3 separate regions of the Zea mays genome follow, and regions 1 and 2 are each linked to region 3. The links are chromatin contacts, called in public Hi-C maps. All regions are on one chromosome and are shown on one strand. Each heading gives the region's core, a stretch centred on a gene start, on an enhancer-like site or on the middle of the called end of the contact. The rest is flanking DNA. Distances are from core to core; before and after follow the strand shown.

What was found. A called contact is a pair of places that touch in the nucleus more often than the background predicts.
Region 1: a contact with region 3 is called in a Hi-C map of ear, with 8 times the contacts expected there. The contact joins the promoter of LOC100216839 here to the promoter of LOC103637620 in region 3. A contact is called at or near these places in 12 of 25 Hi-C or Micro-C datasets (bundle sheath, ear, endosperm and 5 more) and 1 of 3 datasets of contacts at active chromatin or transcription factors (leaf).
Region 2: a contact with region 3 is called in a Hi-C map of ear, with 2.3 times the contacts expected there. The contact joins the enhancer-like site here to the promoter of LOC103637620 in region 3. A contact is called at or near these places in 2 of 25 Hi-C or Micro-C datasets (ear and tassel).

The regions. Positions count from the first base shown.
Region 1 is chr1:87,655,140-87,658,042 of Zm-B73-REFERENCE-NAM-5.0, forward strand. LOC100216839 (Cyclin-dependent protein kinase inhibitor SMR1) reads right to left here and starts at 1,416. Exons shown (of 1, transcript NM_001143232.1): 1 at 319-1,416. The coding sequence starts at 1,199. The coding sequence ends at 789.
Region 2 is chr1:87,696,122-87,698,821 of Zm-B73-REFERENCE-NAM-5.0, forward strand. LOC103637619 (a long non-coding RNA gene) reads left to right here. Exons shown (of 3, transcript XR_558188.3): 2 at 1-89; 3 at 191-744. Among protein-coding and RNA genes, the nearest start is that of LOC103637619, 4.8 kb to the left of the region's middle. Within about 2 kb of position 1,425, at least 17 of the 20 cell types and tissues checked have an H3K27ac peak or open chromatin away from gene starts, as enhancers often do. A contact at or near this core is called in ear and tassel, where this site is marked.
Region 3 is chr1:87,879,531-87,882,308 of Zm-B73-REFERENCE-NAM-5.0, forward strand. LOC103637620 (carotene epsilon-monooxygenase, chloroplastic) reads left to right here and starts at 1,501. Exons shown (of 10, transcript XM_008659899.4): 1 at 1,501-2,186. The coding sequence starts at 1,680.

The sequences.
Region 1 (2,903 bases), core at 166-2,665, 220 kb before region 3:
TTTTGGGATAAAATTTATGATGATGATGTATGCAATAAGTCTTGCTTCAACAATTAGATGTTCTACCCTCCATCCTAATCTTGATCTATCTAGGACTATAGGCAATAAGTCCTGCTTCTGCCTCTAATGGTGGTTCTGAACTTGCAGCCAACTTGACATAATCACCAGTTAGATGATAACTTCAATATCACCAGTTAGATGATAACTTCAATATCACCGCCGCAACTTGCAGCCAGGGTAAGCGCGCCGCCGCTGCCGGCGGTCTAAATCGGACACTGCCCTGCGCTGGACCCACTGCACACGGAAGAAGATGGAGCTGATCGCGTAACAAGTGAATGAGAGTATATATATATGACGCTAGTGGTACAAGTGAGCTTAGCTTCTTCGTTACACACAGGGGCTACATGGAAGAATGGAGATTCAGGGCATGCAGCTCCTGCCTAGTGCCTACAGCTAGCTAGCTAGCTAGTATTGCGCTACACCTTTTGACACCATGACACTATCATCACCACATACACACACTGAACAGCATCTAGCAACTACAGGAACTGATTGTGAGCTATAGATAGAGGAAACTAGCTAGAGAGATGTGCCGACGAGCTGTAGCAGTACAAGTACAGCAGTCCTCTCCTAAGCACCCCCCCTACCATGGACCTCCGATCCTAATAATAAGCTGCTGTATGTGATCGATCCAAGCCAAAACCACTTGGCTCTGCACCTAGCTAGCTACCGCTGCTACACGACCTGTACTACTACTACGACTAGCACCTGCCAGACGAAGGTAGCTACTATCTCTTCTTGGGCTCCGGGCAGGCCACCCTCCGGCGCTTCTTCTGGGCGGACGGCGGCGGCGGTGGCGGCGCCGCGGGGCGCGGGCGCCAGAAGAGGCGCTCCAGCTCCTCCAGCCGCAGACTGAACACCTCCACCTCGAACAGGCGCTTCCGGCACGGCGCGGGGGCCGCGGGCGCCCGCGGCTTCCGCGGCGCCGGCGGGCAGGTCCCCGGCGGCCTCACCTGGCTCTCCCCGCCCGTCGGCGTCCGGCAGCGGTAGTCCTCCTCCTCCTGCTGCGACACGGTTGCGGCGGCGCTCTCCTCGGCCACTGCTCCCACCGCCGCCCCTGCCCCGGGCAGCAGGAGCGGCGAGCTGCACGGCGAGAACGCCGGCGGCGCTGGCTTGTAGAACTCCGGCGACGCAGACATGGCGGGTATGGGGAGGCTTCAGGCTTGTGTGTGCGCGCGCGCGCTAGCTGGTTCTTTCTTGAGAGAAGAGAAGGGAAGAGGGCGGTGTGTCGTGGTGAGTGTGGAGTGGAGGAAATGAAGCGGCCGGCGGGCGGGCGGGCGGTAGGTTGCTTGAGACACTTGGTTACTTCTCCTCCCTCCCTGTCTCGCTTGGCCTTGGCCTTTGCCTGGGGATATGGTCTGCTTTTGGGAGGAAGGACCCTTTGTTTCGGCCCTTTTGTATCGGGCGGGTGTCGTTTTGTACCCAGCACGTTGGAATGATCCCGTTATTGCGTTTAGGTCCTTGGCGAGCGATAGGCCCCCACCCCAAAATCGTGCACAGTGCACGCAGCACACATGATGGCATCATGCTACGGATACTCCTCCCCACTGGGCCACCACTCGCTCGCTTCAATTATTAGGCTCAATACAATACAATGCAGGGCTCAGCGAAAATCTCTAGCCCGAATCTCACGGTACTAAAGTATTGTACTAAAAACGCTTACATTCCTATAGCATCGTGTTTGCACGACCGCACCTGCCCAAAGTCATCATCACAGCATCCCCTTCTTCTTCCTTGGGCACCTTGGAAAGGTAGCCTTTCACTCCAGATCTCCTTAAAAAAACGTAATCTCGATCATCGGTCGTCATACTCATCCGTGACGGATTAAAAAGATCAAAGGAAAGGGCTACTTAAGGTCCTCTTTGCTTCAGCTTATAGATTATATAATCTGGATTATAATCTAAATTATATAATCCAGATTAAAATATAAATAGATTATAATCTGTATGAAGCTGTTTGGTAGTCTAGATTATATAAATGTAGATTATTCACAAAGAGAACAGTACTCTTGTCTGTTTATTTGAGGTGAGTAAAGAAGGATGTCATATATTGTAATTTCTATTTACATAACCATAGGTAGTGGGTCTTTTACCAAAAAATAATCTCAAATAAGCTACGCTTGAGGAGATTGTGAGATTACCATAATCTGGGTTTTAGATTATATAATCTGAACCTATAATCTAGGTGTTTATTTACCTACTGGATTTTTTGCGCTGGATTATATAATCTAAAGAGATTATAATCCGAAACAAACATGGCATAAGTCGATCAACCGTGTGACACTTCTAGTGACTTCTAGTGATCTGACAGTATACAACTGGTACTTTGTAGTAGTCAACCTGATCGATTAGCCACCGCCACCTACCAGCCTAAAGCCTAGGCTCGACCACATACGTCTGACTGTGCCATGCCATGTAGGAGATGGAGGGTGTTGGTCATTTGTTCTCAAATATTGTGAATTAAGAATAAGAAAACACAATTGTTAAATATTAGGGACCTTCGTCTTTCAAAGCATTATCTCCTCATGGATATAATGATCATCAGACGAAGGTCATGAAAGACATACCTTCATTGTTTAATAGATGAACAAGAATGCAAAGAGACGAAAACAACAAGTGTATCTCATTGACTCATTCATATTTCCATTCCACAAAACATGTATGAGTATTGAGAAGATTTACATTACAGTGATACATTCGGCTTGCTCGAAGGCGTTAATGCGAGAGAGATTACAAATCAGCGTGAACAGTACGGTATTACTGTTCATCTATTTACAGGCACGGGACGTAGCCCGGGTAAAAGTACATTTATGTCCCTGACATTTACTTATGATCGTAATATAA
Region 2 (2,700 bases), core at 175-2,674, 180 kb before region 3:
GCACCACCACTTCAGGTTTCAATCTAAAACTACGAAAGCACATTCATCTCAAGAGACATGAAGATGTCCATATGCTCAGATATGACAGGGTATTGTTCCAATTTTGCTTTCTCTCAAATAAACATTTCATGTCAGTAGATTTGTATCGTTGTTTGTTGGCCATTTAATTGTGACCATTTTTTGTGTGTAGATTATCCTTTTCCATTGTGGGTGTGGCAATAATGCACATTTCATAATTTTGGATCTCCATGCACAAGGAAACATTCTTCTCATAGATTCAGAACACATAGTAATGACACTACGTTCTCATAGGTTGTTGCCTAATTGATAAGTTTTCTTAGCATGTATTACCATCGTTGCAGCAGTATTGACTAATAAGGATAAGAAAATATTAGAGTTAACATGTTGTCCTGTGACCGCTCCCCTGCCTGGCCCTCAACTTCTTCCTCTTCGTCGCCTCCATCAAGGCGTCGCTGATCAAGTTCCTGTAGGGTGTGTGGGTGCCCATTCTTCTGACCCTCATCTTGCTCACCGTCATGTTCGTGTGGAACCACACCACTATCTAGAAGTATGAGTATGACGCATACAATAAGGTGACCCTGGAGTGGTTGGTGGCGCTGGACGACAAGCTGGGCATAGCACAACACAATGTGCGAAAACTTGTTTACAATTTTTTACATTTGAAGCGGTGATAATGTAAAATTTCTTAATAATTTTTACGTATGAATAGTTGTAAGTTCTCAATCCTTTGCATTCGTCTTAGCATTCAAATAATTGGAACAAAAATGTATCGAATTATCTTCATGGTACTTTATCTGTTTTAATTGGTCCACAACAAGCTTGACTGATCAGGCTCGTGTTAATGGAGTTTCATAAAGAGTTTGGTGGGCATTAAATTATAGAACATAGCAACAATTCTAAATTAAAAGCTGGCATAGCATGAAAGCTAGGGTTCGAAGGGATTTAGTATTCATGAGAACAATTAAATTTTCAGTTGCAACCAGTCATTGTAGAGGAACCCCGACCTCTTTATCTCCGCCGATGGGTGTGATTACTCCTTGAGCTGGAGGTACACGCACCACATATCCGTTGGTCATACAGTTGATTTGACCCAGCAATTAATTTCTCCTTTTAAAGCCAAATACAGTACTTCAACTCGTTTTGTACAAAATACAGTAATGGCAGGGACCTATACGCAAGAAAGGGGAGCGTCAGGGAGGCAGCCGACAAGCAGATCATAGGATACCACATCGTCGTTGGCGTAAAATAATCGCCGCCCCTCCGCGCGGCCGCCTGGGATTCCATGAGCCGCCGCGAATTTCCGGATAGGCGCTGCGACGGACGATTGTGACGGTGACAGTGACTAGTCCCCTGTCTGTCTGTCCTGACGGGCGCGCGTGCCTCACGTACTTGGCTGCCGCCTTGCCCTTGCGCCCCCCGCCGGGCATCGGATGCCGCCGCCCGTGCGCCTAAGATTTTTTATTCGTCCGGCCACGTTCCGCCTGTCGCGGCAACCGGCCGCACCGGACGTCGACGTGTCCCCCTGCCGTCGACGAGAGCGCCGCAGGGAATCCATAGCGCTCTCATCTTTTCTTTTTTTTATGTGAGAAGAAAATCGTGACAGGTACTCGTCGTTGCCAAGCGCTGCTGCCACTGCCAGTAGTAGTTGTAGTACTTTTTTTTTTTGAATATGGCGGAGAGAGAGGGAGAGATGCCTTTGTTTGATCAACAGAAAGCTTGTCGTATATGACATGCGCTAGAGCTACATAGTCAAATAAGACCGTTTCCAGTGTAAAATAGGAGACACGAAATAGAACTATAAATGATAATATTTGACGTTATTTATATAGTGAAGTTGAAAATAGAGGATGCGATAGTAGATGGGATATGACATCAGCTAGAAATAGCCTAAGCCTGTCTGTCCTCTATTGGCCCCTTATATGTCACTTTTACGCTATGCCATCCAAGTTCTATCTTCTACTTTTCTTTTCTTACAACGGTTACCCAAATTTCTCCCCCGTATACCCCACTTTAACCATAAAATATCATTTTCCATATCTATTTATAATCATTTATCTATTTTTCTTCAACTAGCAACTCCTAATGTGCACACAAATCCACGCAAAGGAAGCATGGTGTCGCTACCCTGCTTCTGGTGGTGCCCTGTGCTTTTTCTCACCAGTGTAGCACGCAGAGGATAGTTTTGGCGGATACTGTTGTAGAAAAAAGGCCACCTAAACAGCCATAGGACAAGGGGAGGTAGGGCTGGACAAAATACTCGTGGCTCGTCGGCTCGCTCGGTTCGTGGCCAGCTCGACTCGGCTCGGATCGGCTCGTTTGAATTTTTTCACGAGCTGAGCTGGTATTCTAGCTCGGTTCGTTAACGAGCCAGCTCGATTTGTTAATGAGCCAGCTCGCGAGCTAAACGAGCTATCACATTTCAGCAAAATAAATCTATATACATATCATATATGTAACAATTGATGAATATGTTATATGTATGCGTGGTATCTATAACCTATAAGTTAAACTAATGATTAATGAATTATGTCTATGTATGAAATTGGTCTATGCGAATATAAGTGTGGGTTAAACTGCTGAACATGTGTATGAATAGTGAATTGATGAGTGATGAGTTGTGTTAATTTGGTGTTATATTGATGTGGTCTATGAAACTATGAGTATAATTATTATTTTCCG
Region 3 (2,778 bases), core at 251-2,750:
TTGTTTCCTATATATCATACGCTTCTTCTTTTATTTAACACATATTGCGATGATGAAGGTATATCATTCATGACCTTCGTCTGAAGATCATTATATTCTAAGTGAAATAATGTTTTGTAGAACGAAGGGCATTAACGTTTAATATTTTGTGTTGCCTTGTTCTTAATTCATAGTATTTGAGAACAAGTCTCCAACACCGGTAGTAATTAAGTTATATTTACAGAGTTTAAGCCTTTTCATGTTTAGCAGCAACACAAAAATTTATGAATCATTAGCCAAGTTACTTATTAAAAAATAATTACTATTGTATATTAATCATTTTTGCGCAAAATAAAGAATGAATCAAATTTTGTGTCGGGTGTGGGTCACCCGCGGGTTGAAATAGAAACCCGCATCCACACCAAGGAAACTTCAAATCAAGTGCGGATTGCACCAGCGGGTCAGAATCTTCACCCGTACTCACACTCGTCAGATTTCAGATTTGTGAGTTAAATTGCCATCCTAGAAGAATTAGAGAAGAAGGGAAAAAGATATAAAAAGAAAGAAATACTAAAAAAAGAAAAGGAAAACAATCCACTGGTGCCTGGCAAACGGAATAGTCGAATAGACATCAACGCATGCAACATGCTTCTCTCTAATCTCTCGCCAAAATAAGAAAAAAAGTATTACTGATAACAGGCCACCATATTAAGGAATAACGTCTAGCAAAAAATTTAACAAGAGTGCTCGGCGGCTCGGCGCGTGATTTCGTCAGGCCGTTCGAACGGGAACATTTCGGCGCCTCGTCTCCGTTCGAACGGCGAGAATATTGCCGCTATACCTCCGCCGCAAGGATCGGAGGCTTTGGGTAAAAATGACGGGCAGGGCATCCTATGTTCAGAAAATCGCTGTCTCAGAAGTCAGAGTCTTTATGGATGAAAACTCTTTGGTTTTGCTGTCTAATATCTGTATCTTTCGTATTGGGCCGTATTGTATGCTGGGCTGCATCGTAGCCGACGCCGCGGCCTACGTGACACCGCACATCAGGAAGACTGCTAGTCCAAAGCCACTGCAAAATTTAACGGAAACTCACGGGCTCCACTCCATGAGACTAACTGCAAGTCTGCAACGCAGCCCCTACGCAGGCTCCTCCCCTTGCATGCCGCCTATAGGCACTCTACGACCGCAGCGGTGCCCCCTACAGCGTCCATATGCGTCGGCCCTCTTCTCTCTCCCCCAGATCTAGCGTGTCACTGTTCATCACTCTAAACACTATGCTGTGTGTCCACGAGTAATTGTTAGTAAAAAAAATTGATAATTGATATAGAAAATAATATTTTATAGTTGTAGTGGAGTATAGGGGAGTATTTAGGGGAAACCGCTGCGGGAGATTAAAAAATAGGAGAAAAAATAGAGGGAAAAATGATATTGAGGAAAAAATTTAGAGGTAACGGTTGCGAATAGCCTGACAACTGAACTGACACTTCCCTTTCCCAACCACTTCCTCGGGGGCCCACCACAACATATCCCCCAATTCCCCCTTCCCCTCCAACGGCCAACGGCTGCTCCTCCTCCTCTCAGGCTCTCACACCAATCCCCACTCTCCCTCCTTCCGTAATTGCGTCTCTCACCACCTCGGCAACTCCAATCCCAAACGGCCACACCCTAGCTGGTCTGGTGGCATCGGCCGGCACACGGCGATGCCTGCCACGGTCTTCGCCTCCCCCTCCATCGCCGCGTCGCCGTCGCCGTCGCTGTCTCCGTGGTCCCCACGTCCGCCTCCTCGTCGCGTCCACGTCCGTGTCCGCGTCCGCCCGCCCCCGCCGAGAAGCGGAAGCAGCGGGGGCGACGAGCCCTCTACTGCCACCCCGTGGGCGAGCCCCGACTGGCTCACGTCTCTCTCGCGCGCGGTCGGCCGGAGCGGCGGCGACGACTCGGGGATCCCCGTCGCGTCCGCCAAGCTCGATGATGTGCGGGACCTCCTCGGCGGCGCGCTCTTCCTGCCGCTCTTCAAGTGGTTCCGCGAGGAAGGGCCCGTGTACCGCCTTGCCGCGGGGCCACAGGACTTTGTCATCGTCAGCGACCCCGCCGTCGCCAGGCACGTGCTGCGTGGGTACGGCTCGCGCTACGCTAAGGGACTAGTCGCTGAAGTCTCCGAGTTCCTCTTCGGCTCCGGCTTCGCCATCGCAGAAGGCGACTTATGGACGGTGCGTTCTCTGTCTCTCTTCCTGCTCTATGCTTAGTTCAGTGACTTTCTTAGTTACTTACTAGTTAGTTGCCCGTGCGTTGCAACGGTATTTATATATCATATTTGACCGATCTATCTTTTGTATAACACAAAGAAACATGAGCTACAGAGGTAGAGGATGGGCACTCTGATCCAAACGACCACGATTTGATCCTAGCATCCTCCATTTTTTCAACAAAAATCACGCTTTAAAGGTATAGAGAGAGATAGTTGTTTCCTCAGTCTACACACACTCGATAAATCAGCCACTTGTTCAATACGAGAAGACCCCAAAAGAGGGTTGTCATCCTTCAAGCGAGCAACTGAAAAGAAACAGAGACATGTCGTCAGCAGCGAAAAAACAAGAAATAATTAAATTGGAAAGCATGGATATATATACCATAGCGTGCAATAGCATTACTCTAAAAAACATGGCCATTAGAGCAACTCCAAAAGTTCCCTTAAAAATTGTTCGCCAAAACTTGTGATTGGGGGCTGTTAGAAAAAAATTCCTAAAAAGATGTAAACCTACACCAGAATGTTAATAACTTCCCTGAAAATTTTTAAAACTA